Linked DNA regions of Mus musculus: regions 1, 3 and 4 are each linked to region 2. A link is a contact called in public promoter capture Hi-C data. All regions are on one chromosome and are shown on one strand. Each heading gives the region's core, a stretch centred on a gene start, on an enhancer-like site or on the middle of the called end of the contact. The rest is flanking DNA. Distances are from core to core; before and after follow the strand shown.

What was found. Promoter capture Hi-C pulls out the DNA fragments that hold promoters and counts their contacts.
Region 1: a contact with region 2 is called in a promoter capture Hi-C map of pre-B cells, with 6 times the contacts expected there. The contact joins the promoter of Zfp69 here to the promoter of Rlf in region 2. A contact is called at or near these places in 13 of 39 promoter capture datasets (the 3T3-L1 cell line, the HPC-7 cell line, cranial neural crest and 9 more), 2 of 15 datasets of contacts at CTCF or cohesin (the NIH/3T3 cell line and large pre-B cells), 4 of 484 Hi-C or Micro-C datasets (CD4 T cells, embryonic stem cells and uterus), 14 of 115 datasets of contacts at active chromatin or transcription factors (the 230-238 cell line, the SCID.adh cell line, bone marrow-derived macrophages and 9 more) and 2 of 9 other capture datasets (adipose tissue and liver).
Region 3: a promoter capture Hi-C map of pre-B cells shows a contact between it and region 2, with 4 times the contacts expected there. The contact joins the promoter of Rims3 here to the promoter of Rlf in region 2. A contact is called at or near these places in 1 of 39 promoter capture datasets (pre-B cells), 1 of 484 Hi-C or Micro-C datasets (pro-B cells) and 1 of 115 datasets of contacts at active chromatin or transcription factors (memory CD8 T cells).
Region 4: a contact with region 2 is called in a promoter capture Hi-C map of pre-B cells, with 1.8 times the contacts expected there. The contact joins the promoter of Kcnq4 here to the promoter of Rlf in region 2.

What each region holds. Positions count from the first base shown.
Region 1 is chr4:120,950,291-120,952,990 of GRCm38.p6, reverse strand. Zfp69 (zinc finger protein 69) reads left to right here and starts at 1,303. Exons shown (of 6, transcript NM_001384119.1): 1 at 1,303-1,547.
Region 2 is chr4:121,213,785-121,216,484 of GRCm38.p6, reverse strand. Rlf (rearranged L-myc fusion sequence) reads left to right here and starts at 1,401. Exons shown (of 8, transcript NM_001346660.1): 1 at 1,401-1,650. The coding sequence starts at 1,414.
Region 3 is chr4:120,853,483-120,856,182 of GRCm38.p6, reverse strand. Rims3 (regulating synaptic membrane exocytosis 3) reads right to left here and starts at 1,384. Exons shown (of 8, transcript NM_182929.3): 1 at 1,061-1,384.
Region 4 is chr4:120,746,145-120,748,844 of GRCm38.p6, reverse strand. Kcnq4 (potassium voltage-gated channel, subfamily Q, member 4) reads left to right here and starts at 1,446. Exons shown (of 14, transcript NM_001081142.3): 1 at 1,446-1,985. The coding sequence starts at 1,669.

The sequences.
Region 1 (2,700 bases), core at 54-2,553, 260 kb after region 2:
GGACACTGACAAACAGCTCATGAGATAAACTCAGAGCTTTAGTTCTGCCAACTCCAAAGATCTTCCACTCCTCTCAGGGGTGCAATCCCTTTTCCAGGAGCACCAGATGCAACTGTACAGTAGTGTTTAATAAACTCTCTACTGCCAATTTGTCTTTTTTTTTTTTGCAAATTAATTTACAGCCCAAGTGCCACTGTCTTCAACTCAATAGATAGAGATGACTTTGAACGAAGATCACAGCCAACGACACGAAATTTTTTTGCAGTTCATGAATTTTTCCCATGTTGTTTCACTTATCTTCCCCCATCCCAAACACACACAGACACACACACACACACACACACACACACACACACACACACACACACACACATTAAAGAGAACACCCAGCCCTTCGAGGTTCTACTCATGTGGAGAGGGTTTCCTATATCAGTCCCAAGTCCGCTCATTTTTCCCCCTCCCAGTCTCTATGTGCAGTATGAAAGGTCTGTTTTCCAGATAGCTGGGCAAAAGCCGCTTTCAACTTGGATTAACTTTCTGGATGCTGGTTTTCCAATTTTTGCTCTGGTAAGTGTTTACTCTGTCGTCATCTCTTCTGTATCTTCCAGTGGGCTCAGTTTTATTTTCTCAATGCCATATGTTTACTGAACTTTTAAAGAGATAAGTTAAATTGAGGAACTGAGGAAGGCTAACTCAGACACCAGACACTTCCCCTAGCTACAGGCACTCAGGAAACACGCCGTGAGAATATGGGAAGAAAGGGGTTCTACCTTCCAGGACCATGGGAAAATAAATTCCTATTGTTTAAGTCACCGGTGTGAAGTGTTTTTCTTTGGGGGTGGGAGGCAGCCTTAAGCAAACTAATACATGTCTTTAGGGACATTAAAAATACATATCCCGGAATTTTTTTTTTAAGTTTATTGTTTTCTAGGCCCCTGTTGCCTTTTGGATTGTCTATTTTTCTACTTATCGAATTCACCAGAATTAGGAGATTAGGAGAGAGCAGGAACTGCGTGCGATTTAAGGCTGCATCCTGAAGCCTTAAGAATGAAAGAATGACAGAGAAGCGGCTTCTCCAGGAAGACTCGCCGGGCCACGGGGTACAGGAGACCCTCAGCAGGGGCTGCCGGCTTCGCTGGACACCGCCCCTGGGTCTGCCCGGGCGGCTTCCGGCTTCCGGGATCTGGGTCGCGCAGCACCCGGGTGGGCGGAGCCACGGGCAGGGCGCTGACGCGAGCAGCGTGGGGTGGGCGGGTCCCGGGTGGAGGCGCGGGGACACGAACCGGGCTAGAGGGGCGGGGTGAAACGGCGGAGCTCGGGCATCTGAGCCGCAGCCGGCGCCGCAGGTCCTGGGCTGGGACAGAAGGCCGGGCAGGACGCCTGTGCGCGCGGAGCTCCGCTCCCGGGTGCGGCGGGTGAGAAGCGGGAGAGGCCGGTGTCCAGCCCGGAGGCCGACGGTGTCCTGTGTCCCTCGGAAGCCACGCTGCGCACTGGGCGCCGCGGTGTGAGCGTGGAAGGCTGGCGGGAACGGATCCGGAGATCCTCCGGTGAGTAGGCGACTCTGCTGCGGAGCTGCGAGCTCGACCGGGTGGCTGCCTGCGAAGTTCTGCCGATGGGTCGTTCAGCAAGCTTCTGGGATTGCCAGCTCCTTCGGAAGGAACAGCACAAAGTTTGCACTTAGTGACGAGACTTTTTACATAGTCGGGGCTATTTGCACCAACTCCGGTCTTTTTGGACAGGCAGTCTTTCACCTTTCCTCCTCTTCCCCCAGACTTCAAAGAGCAGTCCCCTCCCCGAGAGAGAGCTGCGTTTGGGTATCAGGTCCACTGAATCTGGTCCCAGTGTCCACAACTATTCATATGCTGAATGGGCGATTCAGATGATGGATTCGGGTTGTTTCCAAATTGCTGTTATGGTCAGTTCTGTAGTGGTTCTACTTGCACTTGACATACTATATTTCCTCCTCTCCAGCTCTGTGGGAGCACATAACCCTGCAGTTTTAATTGCATCTGAACCGGGGATTCGTTTCACCAGCTGTGCTGGGCATTTGGAGTGTGTGATGACGACTGTTGCTGCTGGCTTATGACAAAGCGCAGCCCTGTGAATTACTGTTTTATCAACTGAGATATTCAAGCTGAGCTTTCTAATTGTTTTCTAAAATAACTCTAAAACATGATGGCCACTGGGGCCCCGTAAAGGCTTTGGCAGACAGGTCTGATGCCCTGGTAAAAGGAGAGAACCAACTCTCAAAAGTTGGCATGTGACCTCCACCCCCATAAATAAACGCATGTGATTTTTTTTATTTTTAATTTTTTTTAAAGATTTATTTCTTTATTATAAGTACACTGCAGCTGTCTTCAGAAACCCCAGAAGACGGTGTCAGATCTCATTAGGGATGGTTGTGAGCCACCATGTGGTTGCTGGGATTTGAACTCAGGACCTTTGGAAGAGCAGTCAGTGCTCTTAACTGCTGAGCCATCTCTTCAGCCCGTGATTTTTTTTTTAAACTTTAAGATAATGTTTATTGTACAGCTTTAAAATAAAAAGGTCTTAATTGTTAACTTAGTAGACCTAACATTGTCTCAACACTGCATCCCTGTGCAGTAGTTAACATCCACATTTTATAGATGAGGAAACTGAAGGTCAGACTTGAAGTGCCTCAGGTCTCAGCTTTACATACAGGTCAGACATCAAAGAGCC
Region 2 (2,700 bases), core at 152-2,651:
TCTCACTGATTTGCTTCTATGCTCAGATGCTGTCCCTTGCTTATCCCTCCCAGTACCATCTGCCCAGGGGTAATACCACCCACAGTGGGCTGGGCCATCCCACGTCAGTCAACAAACAAAACATGTCATGGACATGCCTACAGGGATCAGTGGGATGGAGGCACCTCTCAGTTGAGGTTCCCTCCTCCCAAGTGACTCTGGTTTTGTATTAAAGTCACAAACAACTGACCAATCAGCACAATGGCTCATATTTCATGGAGGGGAAAGCAACATTTAGGTCATAACTCTCAAATCTCCCATTATCAAATTATACATTTACCTTCATCTAGACCCATTGTTTATAGAGTTCCTCCAGTTGAAGTGAGGGTATCCCTCATTTGTATACTAGACCAAACATCTTATGTTCTGGATTTTATATATATATATATATATATATGTATATATATATATATACATATATATATATATATATAATGTATGTGTATATACACACACACACACACACATATACATATACACACACACATATATACATATTTTTTTCTTGTTTTCACCACTTCATCTACTGGGCTCCAGCCACACCATTTTGCCATTCTCCCTTTTCTTCTCTGTTCTTCTTTGCATTTCTTTCTTGTCCCCTCCCACTAATACCTGGAACTCATGATCCTCCTGTCTCAGTCTCTCAAGTGCTGGATTACAGTGGCTTTGCCTTGGCTGTCCTGGAACTCGCTCTATATACCAGTCTGGCTTCTAACCCACAGAGATCCAGCCTGTCTCTGCACACCTCCAGTCGCAGCACTTGGGAGGCAGAGGCAGGTGAACTTTTAAGTTTGAGGCCAGCCTGATCTGCAATGTGAGTTACAGGACAGCTAGTCCTACACAGGGAATCCTTGTCTTGAAAACAACTTTTTAAAAGTCCCCCCCCCCCCCTTTTTAGTAGAATCGTCTCAACGCCATATATTTTGACCAATCCTTTTTCCAGCGACTAGTAATGCCATTCCCATTTTAAACCAAATTCCCTTCAGTTTGTTTTCAGGTCGGCCTAACAATCTTTATTTTCCTCCAACCGGGGATGCTTTTCTCCGAGCTTCTTTCTGGGCTGCCTTTCCCTTGCTCTTCGGTTCGCTGCTCCGCAGACATCTCTCTCATATCTCCATTGTCTCTAGGCCCTTTGCGCTCCTCGACTCTGAAGGGCCTGTAGAACCCAGGGCCGCTAGAATCTCGCCGTTGCTAGGCTGTTGCTAGGGCGGTTGCGGTGGAGACTTCTGAGAGGACCAACATTCGGCGTCCTAGTGACGGATAAAGTTGGCGCCAGCGTCGCCAGGGGGGTGCGTCACTAACACGGGCGATTGGGGGCGGGGCCAGGCGGAGTCACGTGGTTTGGTTGCCTACGCGCTGCTGGGCCGTGGGAAGATGGCGGACGGAAAGGGAGACGCCACGGCCGCCGCCGGGGCCGGGGCTGGGGCTGAGGCTCCGGCGGTGGCGGGAGCCGAAGTCGAGACTGAGTCCATGGCTCGGGGTCATCGCCCTGCATCTCCGGCGTCGGGAGCGCCGGGCCTACGACCGTGTCTCTGGCAGCTGGAGACCGAGCTGAGGGAGCAGGAGGTGTCCGAGGTCTCATCTTTGAGCTACTGCCGGAGCTTCTGCCAGGTGAGGGGTGGACTAGATGGCCGAGGGTGGAGGGGCGGGGAGGCCGGGAGAAGAGACTCGGGATCCGCCTCAACAGCCGGGGGCTTCGCGGGGAAAAACGCCACCCCCGTATCTCGCCGCGCCCCCGGGCCGGGCAGGCCCAGCTCTGCCGTAACCCGACTTCAGTCACTGCCCGGGCGGATTGCGCTGGGCGGTCCTGAGCCCAGAGAGCTCCCTGCAAGGGCTGTGCCCTGTCGCTGTTGCCTGGGTCCTGGCCGGGTGGTTGGAGCGCCACTGCCCCCCTGAGGGATCGATTGCCAGTTCCTGCAGGGAGATGCTTTTTTTTTTGAGTGGTGTGCTGATCTCCAAACTGAAAAACCTTGTTTTTCTGAACAATCAGGAGAGGTGGGCTCTGACCAGAGACTTATCTTTAAAGTCACATCTTTTGGCTTCCCTAAGATACGACGGTTGGTCTTGGATGGCGTCTGGAGCTTTCTGATTAGGGAATACTGAGCCGGTTGATTGGTTTTTGTGGGGTGTTTGTTTGTTTGTTTGTTTTTGCCACTGTGGGCGGGTGTGAAAAGATATGTTTATGCCATTCTTTGACCTGTTTTGTATTCATCTGCTGGTTGTACTACTAGGAATGGAGCCTGGTAGCTCTGTAATGGAGATTAGTCTGAGTGGAAGAGGTCGGGAGAGAGATATAGAGAATGGCCTCTTTGGCAGTCGGGTGATTGATCGTTTCTGTGCGGGTCCCAATCTGTGGGGCTACATGCTGACAGATGTGATTTTAAGTTTGGTCTCCGTGACCACGTTGCAGTTTTTTTTCTATGTTTTCGAGTGTCTTCCAAGTGTAAATGCTTGCCGTCATTGTTTCTGCATCTGGTACTTAGACTATCAGGTTTCTGCCATCCCTTTGCTCCTCATTTGGAGTACCTTAGAGAATAGAAAATAATCGAGGTATGTTGGTACGTGGACTCTTAATGAGCAATTGAGTGCTGAAAAGATTGTGGAGTTAGAAAGTTGTAGTTGGAGTAGTGAGCAATCTGCTTTGTTGGTCCTGGGCAGAAT
Region 3 (2,700 bases), core at 135-2,634, 360 kb after region 2:
GTTGCGTGATTGTGATTACGGACTGATTGGTGGCTGGCAGCAACTGTGGAGATGGGTTGTCAATCCCTTGGTGAAAGACCCTCTTTCCACCATTCAGGCCCCAAAACCCAGTGAGAAGTCATCACCAGCAGAGAACAGAGCAATAGGAAAAGCAGCTGCCTTCCATCTCTCTCCAAGATATCACCCTTAGAGACAGGGTTGGACACAGCAATTCCCCCAGGCCCAAGCCCTGAAGGCCCCTGATGGCACTGCTAGCTAGGGCCCCTTGTTGCTCTGGCTTAGCTACAACATTTCCCACCTTAGCCAGGGACTACAAGAGCTATAGAGGGACCATTCATTCGCTTCTGAGATACTAGGAGGGGAAACCCACTCCTTGAGGTTGGGTTGTACAGAGGTAATGGGGGCCTGGGATCCAGGCAACCAGGAAGCCAGCCAAGGAGACCTATTCTCCCAAATGAACAAGATGCCAGAATAGCCCATGAAGGGTCTTGCCAAGCTTCCTTGAAGCCTTGGGTGACCCATCGTGCCCCTGACCACTTTTTCCCAGCTTCCCAGAAGCCCCTTCTTTCACCCTGAAGCTGCGTGAGCACCACCTCTCTCCTTTTTACTAAGAAGGGGAGTGTTTCTCTGGGTACAATGGTGTCACGTTGGAAGGAAAAAGTGGCCGCTTCCCAACCAGGGTACAGGCAGGAGGGAGAAAGGCAGGCTACCTTTCCAGGAGGGATTTTAAGCACTTTGCAAAAATGCCATGCGAAGCAATGCTGTTGAAGATCAGGGCCCCAGGTGAAACCCTGAGCGTCAGCAAAGTACTCCAGATTCTAGGGTTCCTACCCCATTTTCCAGGTTTCCTCAGGCTCAGCCCCCGCCCCACAGTCATCCCAGGTTGTGCGCATCGCGGAGCCTCCCCCCCAAACCCTCCCCCCCGCCCCCCAGATCTGGCATACATCCCTACGTAGCGCTCGGCGGCCGGCCGGAACCCCCCTTCCCGGCGTGGTCCCCTGCCCTGACCGCAGCCCCCTCCCCACGCCCACTCGCAGGCGCGCAAGGCCTGCTGACTTACCCCGAGGTGGGGCCGGGGTCCACGCCTGGAGCGGGATTCCGCTGGCGGAGTGGCGCCGCAAGGCGAGGCAGGTGCTGCCCCGGGACCCCGCCCCGCGGACCCGGCGGTAGGCGCGGCCCGGCCCCGAGCGGGCGCGGACTCCGAAGGGGTAGGGACGCGGGGCGGGGAGGGGCAGCGACAGAGACTCACGGGGGCATCGCCCGCCACCGGGCCGGACAGCTCCGCTCCGCCCGCCTGCGCTGCTGGCTCCGCAGTCGCCACACAGTTCTCAGTCGCCGCCGGGTGCAAAGCCCAAGCCACGGCTGGCGGGAGGAAGCGGGCCCTGGCAGGGGCGGGGCCTAGGGCTGGTGGGAGGGATTAGTGGATGGGGCGGGGCCAGATGGGGCGGGGCCCGAAGGTGGGCGTGGCCTCTGGAATCTGGATCTTCTAGGTGTATCCTTGAGGAGTAGGCCTGGAAGAAGTGAACCTCTAAGAATCAGGGGTTGGGGGCCGCTCAAGTCCCTAAGATGCTCCTCCTGTCCCCTGCCTGTCCACTCTTCTACACAATCTGTTCCTTCTCAAACTTCCTTGTCCTTGGGGGCACCTCCCAGGTGCCTCCATCTATTCTGAACAAGATCAAGGAATGTCAGATGGTGAGCAGTAAGGCTAAACACCTTACAAACATAGAGTCCATTTTAAAGACCAAAAAAAGGGGGGAAACTTTCGGAGGAGAAATGACTTGCTCAAGTGCCTGCTGTAAAAGATTTTCTGGAAAGAGGGAGGGAGAGAGAGAGAGAGAGAGAGAGAGAGAGATCAGGAGTCACAAAAGAGTGCTGCTTTTGAAGATCAGAGTTCAGTTCCCAACACCCAAGTCAGACAACTGTTACTTCAGCTCCAAGGAATCTGATGCCCTCTTCTGGCACCTGAAGGCTCCAGCACATGTGTGCACATACACACACGAAGTGAAAGTAAGTCCTTTGTTTAAAAAAAAGGAACTTCCAATATACTTTCAGACTTCAGGTAAGGGGCCTATGACCCATATTAGCTCCTTTGCCACCTGTGGCAGTGCCTTTCAACTGGGGACAGTTTTGTCCTGAAGGGATTTTTCACAATATCTTGAGTTACTCGTAGTTTCTGCAATTATGAGGGGTTTCCAGTAAGAACCAACCCTGGAACTGTGCTGGCCAGTCCTGATACCAAAGAGTCCTCAGGCCCTGTGTCAATAGGACTGCAAGTGGGAACCCTGTATTACTGTTGGTTCTCTAGAGGGACAGAATTTAGAGAAGAAACACATACACACACACACACACACGCACACACACACACACACACACACGCACACACACACGTACACGCACACATGTGGGAGGGGATTTATTAAAATGGCTTACAGGATGTGATCCGGCTTGTCCAACAATGGCTGTACAATGGAAAGTCCAAGAACTCAGGAGTTATTCACTCCACAAGGCCAGATGGCCTTCAATATCTGCTGGAATGCCAAAGAAGTGGGTTCAAATGTTAGTGACGGACTGAGGTTGCCAGTGAGGGTGAGGGCCAGTATGCAAAGAGAGCAAGCTTTTTTTGCTTCCATCAACAGTGGATCTTTCAACCTCAAACGATCCAGGGTAAAAGTGGGTCTTCCCATTTCAAATGATTTAATT
Region 4 (2,700 bases), core at 197-2,696, 470 kb after region 2:
CCACCCTCACGGTCCATAGCCCTCCCTCCAGCCCTCCCGCTCTGGCGCTCAGCAGATCAATGCTGCCTTTGCTGACAGCTGAGAATCGAGCTTGCAGCCCGCCCCCCCCTTCCAGCTAGCTGTGTCCCCCGAGATCCTCCCCGAGGAGTGAAGAAGAGTTTGCTGCGGAAGCGCTTCACCCTGGGGCAGGGCCTGCGGAGGGAGCGGGAGCGTCTGGTTTGGCCATCGCTTTAGGCTGGGGAAGAAGGAAGGAGGGCCAGCAAACCCGAATCATCACCTAGTACACGGTCAGGAGGGCGAGGGAAAAGGGGCCAGACAGCTCACAGCGGAGACGGAGGTCAGGCACCGAGAACTTTTTGCTGGAGAGGGGTGCTCCTAGAGAAAGTCCTGGTGGGGTGCTATAGGCCTTTGGGAGTGCTCTGTCCGTTCCCCTAATACTGGCCCCTAGTACGTTTATTTCTATACTTCTATCTGCCCTAAACAAGCTTTTCTGGGCTAGAGTGGGAGAAGGGGGTGGCGGGTGTGAATCCCACGGAGCGGAGATGGAGTGGGGAGATGAGGGCAGGTACGTAATCAGGGAGGGAGCGTCCCCTCTGCTCAGGGTGATCAACTGGGGTCTCCTCCTTCATCAACAAGACGGGAGGAGAGACGCATCTGGGCACAACTGTGAGCTACACCACCCCACACATCTCTCGATAGCTGTAGGGCACCGGGCCCTTCAAGTAACAACAGCAGGAGGAACGGAAGCTGCTGTCCCAACTTCACTCGGCCCTCAGCGCATTTTAAACACCCTGCACTAGAAACCGAGGGCACGACCCGACGGGCACACCTCCTCGCTTACATTACCCATCGCGCTGTACTGCCCGGTTCTGCACACTCTTCTGTACTCTCATCCATCTATCTATCCACCCACCCACCCACCCACCCATCCATCCATCCATCCACCCACTCACTCTGAACCCACGCAGACCCACGGCTGGCTAGCCAACTCTCACAAGTAGGCACTTCTCTGGACACAAACACCTCCACTCTACAATGTAAGTGTCCCTCGAGCTACCGCGGCCACAACTCCACACTCCACGCTCCACTTTCCACAACCACTCACCAGGCGTCCCAACCTCCCTCCCCAGAGCGGGCCACCAGGGCCACACCACTCGTACACGCCCGGCCTCGGGGCCCGGCGCGCTGCCCGCGCCACGCGCTCGGGGCCGGGACACACCGACTGGGCGGACCGCGCGCCCTGCTCCGCCGCGTCCGACCCGGGTCCCCCTCCCGGTGCTCTTCTCTCTCGCTCCCTCCCCGATTTGGGAAGGCGGCCGCGGGGCGGGCGGGGGAGGGGCGGGGCGGGGCGGGGGAGGGTGACATGTGAGCGGCGCGCCGGCGGCAGGTGGAAAGGCGAGCGGCATGGAGCGCGTAATAAGAGAGTTGGAGTCGGAAAGAGCCGCCCCAGTCGCCGGGGAAGCGGGCGGTCAGTACGGGCTCCCGCGGCCCCGAGGCTCCGAGCGACCGCCTCCGGACCCCGCACGGACCCGGCCTGGTCCCTAGCCCCCGCCGCCTGCGTGCGCGCCCAGGGTCGCCTCGCCGGCCCGGGGTTCGAGCCATGCGACTCTGAGCCGCCCGAGCGCGCCCCCGCCCCGCAACGCCCCGGTCCCCCGTCCGGCGCCGCCCATGGCCGAGGCCCCCCCGCGCCGCCTCGGCCTGGGCCCCCCGCCCGGGGACGCCCCCCGCGCGGAGTTGGTGGCGCTCACGGCCGTGCAGAGTGAACAGGGCGAGGCGGGCGGGGGCGGCTCTCCGCGTCGCCTCGGCCTTCTGGGCAGCCCCCTGCCGCCGGGCGCGCCCCTCCCTGGGCCGGGCTCCGGCTCGGGCTCCGCCTGCGGCGGCCAGCGCTCCTCCGCCGCGCAGAAGCGCTACCGCCGCCTGCAGAACTGGGTCTACAACGTGCTGGAGCGGCCCCGCGGGTGGGCCTTCGTCTACCACGTCTTCATGTAAGTTGGAGCCCCCGCACCCCTTGACGTGCCCCGGCTCTGACCCCGCATGAGCCAGACTCCTTGGGGACCGCCACCCCGCGCTGGCTCCACCTCTCTATCCTATTGCCCCGGGGCAGACCCTCACTCAGTTCCCCTCTTGGGCCTGTGCCCCCTTTTCGGTCTCCCAGCCTGACCTAACCCCTGATCTCCCAGCCTTGACCCCTGTTGCCCTGGCGTCTAACCTCTTCTGCCTGCTCTCCTTACTTTCATCCTGATCGCAGAGCCCCACTGCTCTGATCCGTCATTCAGCTTCTTGCTCTTCTCTGCTTTACCAAGTCCGAAGCCGCTAAAGTGGGACTCTCCTTATCTTTTGTTCACCTCACCCTCCCTGTGTCCCAGACACAGAAGACCCTAGCCCCTACATTATTTTTCTCCCCTCAGGCTCTGTAGTTATGTTGTGCTCCCACCTGGTCCCCTTGGAGATTTCTCTCTTCAGAGACAGGCTGTACCCAGATCAGGGCTGTCTAGGGTCCCTATGGCTCTGACAGGCCTGTGTGCTGTTTCCAACTTTATCCGTGTCTTCTTTAGTCTTGCTCCGCACCCTCAACTTCGAAGTACCCAAGGCAGCAGGCTGCCCTGCCTGCCCTGCCCTGTCCTGCCTTGCCCTGAAGGCTGGGCCCAGCTCTCCTGCCTTGCTGGCCAGCTGTACTAGGCCTGGCTCTGAGCATGGGGA